3 separate regions of the Sus scrofa genome follow, and all the other regions are linked to region 3. The links are chromatin contacts, called in public Hi-C and HiChIP or PLAC-seq maps. All regions are on one chromosome and are shown on one strand. The core of a region is the stretch at or near the end of the contact, and the rest is flanking DNA. Distances in the headings are between cores, read along the strand shown.

Region 1 (4,165 bases), core at 126-2,625, 190 kb after region 3:
AGGCTTCCCCCTTGCTCGTGTCCTCTCTTCCTGCTCCCTAGGGACCCAGCACTTTAATTTGTCCCCTCTTCTATGAGAAAATTAGGGATTTAGGGCATTTCATCTACTAAGGAATCTAAAAAGGATGGGTCTTAGTCCTAGAGAATTGCTCATGGTGGAATTTCAGGAATTTCCAAGGAGAGTGTGTTTTAACCACAGTGGCCTCTGACTGACCAGGAGGTTGCTGAAGTAGACTGGTTTGGCCCTGTCAAGATATCATGTTGCACAGGAGACAAACCTTCACTTGACACGAATGAACTTAAGTTTTAATATCCTCTTAGGCGCCCTCAGAGAAGTGTATCTGAGGGAGGCCATTTTCCACTCCTGCCCAGCCCTATGGTTAAGAAGTAGCCCTTCGTGGCTAGAACATTCTCATTACAGCTGAAATCCATGGTCCTACACCTCCTTCCTCCAGGCCCGTGTGAGCAAGGCCCGGGGCTGGAAGGCTGGGTTCAGGCGCAGCACCAAGGCTGGAGGCATGCGAGGGGCTCTGATGGGGACTGGCTGACAGGCTGTCCTCTCCTGGGGATCCGAGGTTGGATTTGGCAGGTGGCACATCTGGAACAGGGAACCAGGTGCATAGCGCCACTGGGCCGAGCCTTTTCCCTCTGACCTCAGGGTCCAAGTCAGGCCTGCAGCTGGTCACGCACAAGCATCCGTGCTCTGATGGGAGATGGCACGTGGCTGAGATGCAGAGCCGGGCTTCGTGCACCCTTGAGCAAGTTCCTCGAACCCGTCTGATCCTGTTTCCTCATCTCGAAAATAGAGACGACGAAGCCCGCACTGCAGCGTAGTTACAGGACAGGGCTGGGGGGGATGCTGGCGCCTCTGTGGGATGCGCAGGCGCGAGGTGCTCTCACCACATCTTCTCAGAGGAGGTCAACCTCGCATTTCCTCCTGGAACACCCTCCCATGCCTCCAGTTTCTCAGTGGACAGAATGCAGAGCGGTGACAAAGATGTTTTAAAGCCGGAAAATCACGGAAGCCGAGGCTCCCACCGATGCCTGTTAACCCAGTCGCCTCTTCGATCCCTGGAAGTGCCGGTCGAGGGTCCGAGGGCCCCGGGGTCGGATGGAGGCGACAAGATGACACCTGGGAGACGTGCAGCCGTCCCCGACCCTCTCGCCCTCGCCCTCGCCCTGGCCAGACCTCCTGCACTGGGTGGCAGAGCCACGGCAAAACCCAGCCGCAAGCGGCGTCTGGCGGAGGAAACGGCCGGCTGTGTGGGCTGCTCTCGCGAGAGGATCCTCGGGAGGGGGTGCCAGCGGCCTTTCGCCACGTTGGGCGGAACTGCCAGGCGGAATGCGGAAGTGCCGGGCTCGCCGGCGATCACGTGACCGTGAGCCCGCGGCGCCCATTGACCCGACGCCCCGGGCCACGCCCGGAGGGCCGGGTCCTTCGCTCCCGGAGGCGGTGCTGCCGCTGGCTGAGTGGCGTCCTCAGGCGCCCTCGGGTGGGGCGGTCTTGGCGTCGTGAGGTCGGGGTCAATTCGGGATCTGTGTTGCTGCATCTCGGTTGGCCGCGTACCTGAGCTGCGGTGAACTTGGCGTCCTGCGGGGCAGCTCTCCGACACAGGGCTTTCTAGAGCGTGCCCCGGGGCTCCAGGGTTGGGCTAGGAAAGAGCCCCTGCACGCGGGGCTCTCACCGTCCTGAAGGCTCCCTCCCAGGAAAATTCTTGCAGAGGCCATCTTCCCTCCCTGCACTATCCGAGCCCGGTCCCAACTTACTTTTTTCATCGTGCTTCCCTCAGGACACCCACCTCCTCTCCTGCCGGCCGCCAGGTTCCCCAAGGTGGATCTGCAGTGAGACCTCTACCGTGACTCGCGGTTGCAGGCGTTATTTCTCTCCTTCCTGACAGAAGGTGGCAGGCTGCTGCTGGCCCTCATTCAGGTGTCTGGAGAGTCACAGATGTGACTTCTGAGTGAATTTACTGCAGAGCGAGCTGAGGATTCCCACGAACTCTGCGTGAATGACCAGCGAGTCCACCTCTTCCACCTCCTCTACCGGCTTGGCAGCGCCAAGTACAGTGTGAGCACCGACTCAGCAGACCTGTGGAAAATAGAGAACTCTGCCCAGTGGAACTCACTCTGGAAGGGGAGAGAGAACTGGCCCTTGGACAATTCCAGTGCAATATGCCACAGCTTCCACTGTCAAGTGGCCCCGGTTAAGCATTTGTTTGTCAAATGCAATGACCCTGTGAGTTAGATATCACCTTCATTTCAGCCAGGAGGACTCTGAGGCTCAAGAGGTGGGACTTAGGAGGTTGTGTATGCATTTTTGTGTGCATTTTTGTGTTCTCCACGTGCCCGGCACACTGCCCACTGCACAGCTGCTGATCATTTAGGCAGTGATGATTACCAGTTCATGAACCAGGCTGTGAGAATCAGTCTCCCGGCCAAGGCCACCAGCCACTGGGTATTGTCCCCACCGGAAAAGTGTCTTGGCTCTGCTCTGGTCTCTACTTGTTTACAAGGAGTAGAATTGGGTTAGACCTTGTGAAACCCATGCATCAACTTCTCAGTCATCACCTGTTTTCATTTTAAATGACTGAAGTCCTTTGCCATTCCCTTCACTTTCTAATCAACCCTAGTGTTTCCTCAAAACCAATTGGGGTTCTCAAGCCCTCTGGGACCTCTGTTTTCACTGGCTTTTTTTTATGAAGCAATAGAAATTTAACTTCAGAACTTCTGGTTGAAATCTAAGGATAACACCGTGGATATTTTATTCTATAGATCGCCAGGTCCTCAACGTTGACAGAAAAGCAAAGAGGAACAGGAGGGCAGACTGTGTTTCCCAGTGGACTGTGGGAGGGCCCCTGACCCAGAAGACAAGGTCCAGGTGGCTTCCTCGGTGTCAGGTGGAAAAGGTGAGAGCTTCAGGGTCAGAAGGGAGCTCCATGGAGGAGGAGGTGTGGGAGAGAGAGAGATTTTACAGCCTTTGCAGTGCAAAGCACTGTGTTGCATCTTCTTACACAAGAGCCTGAATTCTTCTTCAAGACCTCTGGGGCTGATTTATTTTATATTTTGTTATTTATTCTATTTTTGCTTCAACCCTCAAAATTAGACTTCAAGGCACTGCAGTTATAGTCTGGCTACCTAAATTGATCTGAATACCAAAACACATTTCAGTTGATCTCAGGGCATTGGAGCAGTTGATTTTCTTCCCAAAGTGAAGTACCATGGAGTAGCCCAGGAAAGAAACTGAGCAATGATTCCGTCCTTCTGTCGAGGTGGTCCAGGCCGCACCTGCATCAGAAGATCAGTCCCTGGGCCACAGTAGGACGTGCTGAATCAGACTGTCTGAGGACAGAGTTTGAGAATTTGCCGTTTTAATGAGCTCTCAACAGCTACATAAGCACTAAAATTAGACAACACCTTCTCTAGGCCACCATTTTTATCACGTGGTTTAGGACATGGAAGGCGGAAGGAAGGCTGAGACCACTAGAGGGCAGGAGCTTCAGGCTGACTCTGCTGCTCCCCAGGCTGAAGGGCCCTCCGGCCTTGCTCAGATGGCCTCACGTTTCCGTGGTTGTTTCTTCATAGCACACAAAAAGCAGAGTCTTCTCCTGAAAGGAGGAAAAGATGAACTGATGACCGCGTTCAAAAACCTACGTCCAGGAATTTCCCATCGTGGCTCAGGGGTAATGAGCCTGACTAGCATCCATGAGGATGCAGGCTTCCTTTGCATAATCCTCTGTAAACTCTTTTAGATATCCTTCTGTTGGAAAGCAAGACCACAGCTTCCTGTTCCTACAAAGCATTCCTGCAGGAAAGGGTTCCTGTTACAGGGGGTCCCGCTGAGCTGTCAGTTGTGGTTAGCGACCTGGGATGCAGGAGGTGGGCAGTGTTTCCTGGAGGGATGACTCTGTTCTTGGCCCCCCCTCTCCATGAAGTGGATCTCAGCAGTTCAGTGTGTCACGGGGTTAAATCCAATCTGCCACCCACGCCTGGAGAGTTTGATGATGGTTTTGTGGGGAGACAAGTAAGGCTTGAAATGACACATTCTAAAGCAAAGCTGCCTCCAAACTGGCTTCCGGTCCTGCTCACGTCCTCTCCCAGACCTGAAGACCCGCCCTCGCGCTTGTCTCCCTCTCTGGTTCTCTCCTGGTCTTCTCTCCAAATCCTGT
Region 2 (4,356 bases), core at 1,320-3,819, 180 kb before region 3:
TAACAGTCACGCCTCTTTCTTCCATCCTGTGAATTCTAGATGACCACCAATCCACTTTCTGTCTATAGATTTGTCTCTTCTGGACAAGTGATATGAACAGAATTATACAATATGTGGTCTTTCGTGATCGCCTTCTTTCATTAGCATAGTGTTTTCAGAGTTCACCTATTTTATAGCATGTTTCAGTACTTTGTTTCTTTTTATTGCAGAATAACATTCTCTTGTATGAATGTGCTACATTTTATTTATCCGTTTTTCAGTTGATGGACATTTTGTCTGCTTCCACCTTTTGACTTTTATGCATAATGCTGGGATGAACATTCATGTTCACGTTTTTGCCTGGACATATGTTTTCATTTCTCCTGGGCATATACCTAGCAGTGGAATTGCTGGGTCATGTGGTAACTCTGTAATTAACTTTTTGAGAAGCTGCCAGACTGTTTTCCAAAGTGGTTGGCTGTACCATTTTTACATCCCCACCAGCAAATATGAGTGGTCCAGCTGCACAGTCTCACTGGCACTTGCTGTTGCCTGTCTTTTTCACATAGCCTCCTAGTGGGTGTGAAGTGCTAACTCATGTGGTTTTATTTATTTTTATTTTTATTTATTTTTTTGGCCACCCTTGTGGCAAATGGAGGTTCCCAGGCCAGGAACTGAAGCCACACCATAGCAGTGACCCTGGCTGCTGCAGTGACAGTGCAGGGTCCTTAACCCACTATGCCACAGGGAACTCTGATTTGTATTTTTTTTAATGGCTAAGGATGTGCATCTGTACCACCAACCTGGCTTTTTGTTGCAGAGTGATTATCATAATAATGTTAGTTAACATATCCATCACCATGACAGCACACATGAGTTTGCATGTGTGTGTGTGTGTGTGTGTGTGTGTGTGTGTGTGTGTGTGTGTGTTGGGAACTTTAAATATCTAGCAGTGATCTCTTAAGGGGTCTTTTTAAATAGGTGAAATAGTCTTTTATTTCCACGTGTGTAGATTTCAAGTACTGTCTTATATGTAGGTACAGATTGCGTTCTGGAATTACTTTTCTTCTGCTTGGAGGATTTCCTTTAGCGTTTTTTGCAAATCAAGTCCCCTAGTGATGAAATCATTCAGCTTTCGAATGTCTGAAAAACGCTTCTTTATTTTACCTTTTTGTGAAATATGTTTTAATACATATAGAAGTCCGAGTTTATAACTTTTTATTTTCAGTGCTCTGAGTATATTTACTTCATTGTCTCACTCTGGTCCCAGTATGAAGTCTGATGTCATTCTTATCTTGGTTTCTCTGCATGTAATGTGCTTTTTTTTTTTCCTCTGGCTGCTTTTTAAGATGTTCTCTTTATCTCTGTTGCGATGCAATGGGTTAAAGATCTGGTGTTGTCCCTGCAGTGGCTTGGGTCGCTACTGTGGCACAGTTTGATTCCCTGGCCCAGGAACTTCCCTATGTCTTGGGTGTGACCCTGGCATTAGGCTCCTTGAAGTTGTCTTACAGCTCAATGATAGGATGTTCCCCCTTTTTTTTTTCAGTCTTTTTTTTTCCCCTCTGTGTTTTATTGTGGGTAGTAGCGGTATATCTTTAAGTTTCTTTTTTCTTTTTTTTTTTTTTTTTTGCTACAGAGTTTGATCTGTTCTTAATCCCACCAAAAGTATTTTTCATCTCAGACATAATTTTCAAGTCTAGAAGTTCCTTCTAGGTCTTGTTAGTAGTTCTGGGTCTCTACTTAATGTGTTTAACATTTGCTCTGCCTTCCTGAACATAGAAAATATGGTTATAGTAACTGTCTTAATGTTAATATGTAATGTCCTTGTCTGATTCTATCATCTATGCCCTTTTTTGGTCTGTTTCTCTTGATTGATTTTTCTCATCATTACGGATCATATTTCCCTGCTTCTTTGTGTGCCTGGTAATTTTTTATTAAATACTAGACAATACAACTTTTATCTTATTGTATGGCAGATATTTTTCTGTACCTATAAATATTTTAGAGCTTTGTTCTGCAATGTAGTTAAGTTACTTGGAAATAGTTTGATACTTTTTTTCTTTTCCTTTTTTTTTTTTTTTTTTTTTTTTGGCTTTTTAGGGCCACACCCACAACATATGGAGGTTCCCAGGCTAGGGGTCGAATCCGAGCTGTAGCTGCCGGCCTACACCACAGCCACAACAATGCCAGATTGGAGCCGTGTCTGCGACCTACACCACAGCTCATGACAATGCCGGATCCCTCACCCACTGGGCAAGGCCAGGGATCAAACCTGTGTCCTCATGGATGCTAGTCAGACTCGCTTCCTCTGAGCCATGACGGGAACTCTAGTTTGATACTTTTATTGTTAGTTTTAAACATAGTTGAGACTAGAGTAGATTTTAATCTGGGGCTAATTTTTTCTTCACGTCTGTAGCAGTACCGTCGGAGTCTTCTGTCTGATGCCTTGTAAATTACTGGAATTCGCTGGAACCATTCCTGGTTCTAAGTGAAGCACAGAGATTACCCCGTCATTCCCCGGGGGATTCTTTGCCCAGTCTGTTAGCGTCTTATTCGCGTGTGCTGAGCAGTACTCAGCTCAAGACGCAAGGGGGCGCGCCTGCGCATCCCCAGGCCGCTCTGTCTGACACCTTCCCTCTGGGTACTCTGTCTCCCCCTCTGGCTGCCTTGGCCCTTCTCACTCGCAGCTCCATTCAGGGAGACCACTGTCTCCACTGGGGTCTCCCCTGCTTGCGCGGTGGTCTGGGAACTCGGTCCCTGCAGTACGTTGGGACATTATTGTCTCGTCTCATTTTTCCCCTTTCTGAACGATTAGTCTGTGCTGCCTGATGCCAGTGTCTGCGTATCATTGTTTCGTCTATTTTTTCTGGTGTTTTAGTGTTTGAAGCAGGAGCTACCTCTCGTCCTTGTTGTTCCTGGAAGCAGTTGTCTTAGAAAGTGTTTCTTAAAACTTGGGGTAAAACATACATAACATAAAATTTACCATTTTAGGGAGTTCCCATTGTGGCTCAGTGGTTAACGAACCCAACTAGTATCCATGAGGATGTGGGTTTGATCCTTGTCCTCCCTCAGTGTTGCCATGAGCTGTGGTGTAGGGTCTGGTCAAGGATCTGGTGTTGCCATGAGCTGTGGTGTAGGTTGCAGATGTGGCTTGGATCCCTCTTCCTGTGGCTGTGGTGTAGGCTGGCAGCTACAGCTCCCATTTGAGCCCTAGCCTGGGAACCTCCATGTGTCATGGGTGCGGCCCTAAAAAGACCAAAAAACAAAAACAAAAAACAAAAAACTTTACCATTTTAACTAAGTGTACGGTTCAGCGACATTAAGTATGGCTGACCCTTGAACAACGGACACCACCCCCCTCCCCTCAGTGGAAAATCCACGTATAGCTTTACAGCTGGCCCTCCGTGTCTGGGGTTCCTACCCACTGTGGATCATGCAGTGCTGTAGTATTTATGGAAAAAGTCCACGTGGACCCCTGCAGTTCAAACCCACGTTGTTCAAGGGTCACCTGTACATTCTCCTTGTACCATCATCACCACCATCCACCTGCACAGCCTTTTCATCTTCTCAAACTGAAACTCTGTACCCGTTAAACACTAACTCCCTTGGATTACATACTGGATATCTTGGATACTCCACTGTTGAGAGGCTGTGTTTGGTCGTCATCCTTTAAATAATGTGTAGATAATGTGTAGCTTTATTCTGAAAGGCACTTAATTTGCTGAGCACTCTTACTCCTCCCAGGCTTGTTAATAGGCTTTGTGCATGTAGGGTTTTTTGTTTGATTTGTTGTTTTTGCATTTTAGGGCCACTTCTGTGGCATATGGAAGTTCCCAGGCTAGGGGTCTAATTAGAACTGCAGCCACTGGCCTACGCCACAGCCATAGCAACGCCAGATCCGAGCCACATCTGTGACCTACACCACAGCTCACAGCAACGCCAGATCCTTAACCCGCTGAGCAAGGCTAGGGATCGAACCCATGTCCTCATGGAAACTAGTCAGGTTCATTACCACTGAGTCACGACAGGAACTCCATGTGTAGGTTTCGATGGCCTTTGCCCTGAGGCTGGCAGAGTCCTACTAACAAGCACTACCTTTTTCGCAATTAAATGACCAGGATGTTAAGGTCTCTCTGGTCTGGCTGGTCAGAACCTCAGGTGCTTCCAGCATTTTGAGATGTCCAAACTCTTCACTCATCTCACAGCCCCTCGGGAGCAGGTCTCTGCCAGGTCCAGTCCTGCTCACCCACAGCGGAGTACTGGGCTGAGCTGGGGGGAGCTTCTCTGCCCATTTCTGGAGCCCCTTCTCATGGGGGAGTCCTCCTCTCTTTACCCTGCCCCATGGGTGCCAGCCACCTCAGCATGCCAGTCAGTCTC
Region 3 (3,986 bases), core at 396-2,895:
CCTGCCTACATGTGTTCACCTGTTTTGGGCAAGCATAATTTACAGGTGACTTTTTCGGGGAAGCCAATATAAAACCATTTTACAGCATTTTAAGCTGGACACGAAAGTTTATTGGTCAATGGTGTGTAAGGCCGTCACTCCGGGAAGGGTTGTGGTGGTGGTGGTAGTGGCAGAAAGAGTGAAGCCTTCTAGATACGAAGACCAGCAATGCTTTCTATTACTGCTTGGCTCAAGAATCTGCTTTGCCCTCCACTAGAATCTTCTAGATTGACTTGACAAGGGCATATTTCTTGAAACATTATCATGTTCTTTTTAGGTTATCTAGAAGATTAATTACGCAAGTTCCCTTCATGACCAGCAATAAAAAAAATGGACTGGGGGAGAGGGAGGGAGTGGGGTGGGTTGGGGAGCTTGGGGTTAATAGATACAAACTATTGCCTTTGGAATGGATTAGCAATGAGATCCTGCAGTGTAGCACTGGGAACTATGTCCAGTCACTTATGATGGAGCATGATAATGTGAGAAAATAGAATGTGTACATGTATGTGTAACTGGGTCACCATGCTGTACAGTAGAAAAAAATTATATTGGGGGAAATAATTCTTAAAAATAATAAAAATATATATTAAAAAAAACGGACTCAAATTTAACTTGGTGTTAAAGGTTGCAAATGCTTAAGGGTCCTGAGAGAAGTGAAACTGCCTGAACAGGATGGGGGTGGGGAGCAGGGAGAAGAGAAAGAAGCAGGAGGGAGGAGGTGGCAGTGTAAGCTGGGGAGCCGTCAAGATATCAGCCTCTTACCCCAGCAGGGACGCTTTTGGCCACTTCCTCCTGTTTAAGATGATGCAATGTAAATCCAGGTTGTAGTTAATTTAACAGAAAATAAACTGGAAATTAAACCACCACCCTAACTCCCCCCCACCAGAAAACAATCAAGTTGAATGTGGACTTTAATTACATTAGCAGGGCAATTTTGAAAGTCCAAAAAAACTCTTGATAGTCATGGCAGTTTGTGATACCATGAGAATCGGTCTAAGCTATTGGCCTACTTTTTGCCTAATTTATCTAAAGTTTAGTCTGTTTTCTTTCACGGTCTGTGCTAATTTCAATGGATGCCTTAGTAAATCAAGGTTCCAGTAGCCAGAGAAGAGAAACATTTATTGGAAACACTCGTGTCTTTCCTTGAGTCATAGAGGATTGAGCTCAGTATTTACTGTGGGGTTGTTTTTCTTTACTGGTATCTGCTGCTGCTTTACTTGTGAACAGTCCAAGCTTAAGACAAAATTGATACGAACACTATCATAAGATGGCAAAATCAAGCTTAGAAATCAATCAATAAATTAGGGACTTGGTGTAAAATAATATCCATAGTATCCTTTTTGGCAAAGATTAAATGCCATTTTACTAGGAATGGTACAAAATACAATTTTTAGCCAGTGGCTGTCTACTGATTACAAAGTAGCCAGTACAGCATGGCTACTTCCATACCTAGGTTTCAATGCCGAGAGAGAACACCTAGTAATATTCAGCCAGCCAGAGGGGTAGACAGAATAAAGATAAACGAAAGCGAGACTATTAATCAAGAATTGTGGGCGAATTAAAAATCTGGAAACTGAAATGGTGCATGAGAAAGAAAATCAGGGAGTTGGACAACGATACGGTATAGCCTAAGACGATTAATTTTAGGGGCATTCCGATGGAGAAGGAAGACTGCCTGAAAGGTGGGGAGGGGTTTGAAATCGGTGGGAAAGCCCGGCTGAGCATGCACAGCCTAAAAAAGTTTGTATGATGGCTCCGTCCATGATTTCTGAACGCTGGCACTGGCCGCAGCAAAAAGCCGAGTGACATGATTTAATCAAGGTGTCAGCCGCAGGGGCATCCCGGATTCGGGCGAAGCGTCCGGAATTCCTGAGATGTCTGAAACGCGGAGGCGGCCTCTTCCCCACCCCCCACCGCGGCCTCCGTGGGCATTTTCCGGCGAGGGGGGCACGCGGGGCCTTCCAAGAACAGTTTAAACGCGCGGACGTGCGCTGCCGGCGCGGTCCCCGGGGATGCAGGTGAGAGTCCCCAGCGCGGGCGCACCGGAGTGGGCTTCCTGGGTCCCCGCGCGGCCGCAGAGCCCGGCCCCCTCCCCCCGGCGCGGGCGGGGCTGCGGGCGCACGACGCGGAAGCGCGGGGCTCCGGGGGCGGCGGCGCGGAGGCCGCGCGCGCTCTCCGGGCCGCAGTCGGCGCGGGCGGCGCGGGCGCGGCGGGCGCGGGGCGGGGCGCGGCCGGGAGGCCCTGGGCGCTGGAGCACAGGCCGGCCGCCGCCTCGCCCCCCTTCCTCCGCCCTCTCCCTCCCTCGGCCCGGCCGTCCCCCTCCTCTCCCCTCCCCCGAGCGAATCACGCGCCCTCCTCTGACACTCGTAGCGGGCCTGAGCTCCGAATTTATCCTTCACGTGACCTGAGGGGGTTGGGTGGTTGGTTGGGGACGGAGGGGGAGAGGGAAAGGAGGGAACGGAATCTGCCGTTGCCCGAGCAACAGGCCCCGCCCGCCGGCTTGGGGCCGGGGGGCGGGAGGAGGACGTCAGCACGTCAGCCGGGGTTTTGCGTTTTGATTGACAGTTGCTATAGCGACCGGGTCGGTCCGTCGCCATTTTGTTGGTTGGTTTTTTTTTAAACCCTTTCGCTTCCCGCCCGAATAATAATAAAAAGCCCCATTGGAGTGAGGCGGGGGTGGCGGCGGCAAGAGCGGCGGGGGGATCCGGGGAGACTGCTGCCGTCGCTGCTGCTGATCGCGGCCCAGGTCGGGCTCAGGGAGCGGACACCCCGAGCGGGGGGTGCGGGCGCCGCCGCCGCCGCCGCTTCTGCTGCTGCTGTTCCTGCTGCTGCTGTTGGTGCCGCTGCCGCCGCCGGCGAGCGGGCGGGACCGGTGTGAGTGTGAGAGTGTGTGTGTGAGTGAGCGTGTGCGAGTGTGCGTGCGTGTGTGTGTGTGTGAGTGTGTGTGAGTGTCTGTCTGTCTGTGCGGGCGGTTCTGGCTCTCCTGGCGGAGGAGCCGCCGCCGCCGCCGCCGCCGCCGCTCGGGCCCCGGCGCTTCTCGCTGCGCAGGTTTGGAGCGCGCGCCATTTTGTGAGATTTACAAAATCCTCCTCGGGAAGAAGCCGCCGGGAGCAGCCGCGACTCGGCGCCCGGCCTCGCCGCCGCCGCCCTCCGCGCCGGGCCGGGCCGCGCGGCCCCGCCGCCGGGAGTCGGGGTCCGGGGACTGCGGTATTTGCCGGGGAGGGGGCTGTCGCCTCCCCGGCCCCGGGCGCCGCTGGAACCGCGAGCCGGAGAGAGACTGAGAAGGCTGCGGCTCGGCCGCGGAGCCGGGAGCGCCGGGGGCGGAGAGAGGCGGCCGGGGCGGCGCTGGCTGCGGAGGCCCCGGCGGGAGCGCAGCGGCGGGAGCCCAAGGCTGAGACTCACCGGAGGAAGCGGCGCGAGCGCCCCGCCATCGTCCCGGTGAGTGTCCGGCCTGGCCGCGGCCCCGCCCGGCCCTGCCCGGCGCCCGGCTCCCCCCGCGGCCTGCAGCCGGGCCCGCGCCGAGGCCGGCCGGGCGGAGGGAGGGACCTGCCATTTTAGGAGGAGGCGCCGCGGCCCGGGGCTGGCCGCCGGGGGAGGGAGCCCGACGGGCCCGGTCCCGGAGGAGAGGCGGGTGCGAGCGGAGGGAAAGTTGCCGAGGGTGGGAGCCGAGGCCGCGGCCTCCCGGGAGCCGGGGCCTGGGGGCCGGAGAAAGCGCCAGACCTTCACTGGTCGCCCGAGCGAAGGGGAGGAGGTTGTCTTCCTCCTCCTCCTCCTCTTCCTCCTCATCCTCTTCCCCCAGCTCCTCCCTCGTCCCTCCTCTCGGTCCCCACCAGTGTGGGAACGGCCGGGGTTCTCCGCAAGGACAATGCACGGGTTAAGAAAATGGGGCTGGCTGCTGGGCGAGGCGTCGGGGAAGGTCGGGCGCCCGGTCCCCGCGCGGCCCTTGG

Evidence for each region. Hi-C and Micro-C count contacts between places; a contact is called where the count stands out from the background. HiChIP or PLAC-seq counts read pairs in DNA pulled down with a chosen protein or histone mark.
Region 1: a Hi-C map of liver shows a contact between it and region 3, with 5 times the contacts expected there. The contact joins the enhancer-like site here to the promoter of DYRK1A in region 3. A contact is called at or near these places in 2 of 5 promoter capture datasets (fetal liver and liver), 11 of 47 Hi-C or Micro-C datasets (alveolar macrophages, brain, embryonic fibroblasts and 7 more) and 1 of 2 datasets of contacts at active chromatin or transcription factors (skeletal muscle).
Region 2: an H3K27ac HiChIP or PLAC-seq map of skeletal muscle shows a contact between it and region 3, with 3 times the contacts expected there. The contact joins the enhancer-like site here to the promoter of DYRK1A in region 3. A contact is called at or near these places in 2 of 5 promoter capture datasets (fetal liver and liver), 5 of 47 Hi-C or Micro-C datasets (embryonic fibroblasts, epiblast stem cells, fetal heart ventricle and 1 more) and 2 of 2 datasets of contacts at active chromatin or transcription factors (alveolar macrophages and skeletal muscle).

Annotation. Positions count from the first base shown.
Region 1 is chr13:201,197,701-201,201,865 of Sscrofa11.1, forward strand. No RefSeq gene overlaps it. Among named protein-coding and RNA genes, the nearest start is that of DYRK1A, 190 kb to the left of the region's middle. Within about 2 kb of position 1,376, at least 61 of the 83 cell types and tissues checked have an H3K27ac peak or open chromatin away from gene starts, as enhancers often do. A contact at or near this core is called in alveolar macrophages, brain, embryonic fibroblasts and 4 more, where this site is marked.
Region 2 is chr13:200,830,697-200,835,052 of Sscrofa11.1, forward strand. No RefSeq gene overlaps it. Among named protein-coding and RNA genes, the nearest start is that of DSCR3, 94 kb to the right of the region's middle. Within about 2 kb of position 2,570, at least 16 of the 83 cell types and tissues checked have an H3K27ac peak or open chromatin away from gene starts, as enhancers often do. A contact at or near this core is called in skeletal muscle, where this site is marked.
Region 3 is chr13:201,006,861-201,010,846 of Sscrofa11.1, forward strand. It overlaps DYRK1A (dual specificity tyrosine-phosphorylation-regulated kinase 1A), which reads left to right and starts at 1,646. Exons shown (of 12, transcript XM_005670334.3): 1 at 1,646-2,057.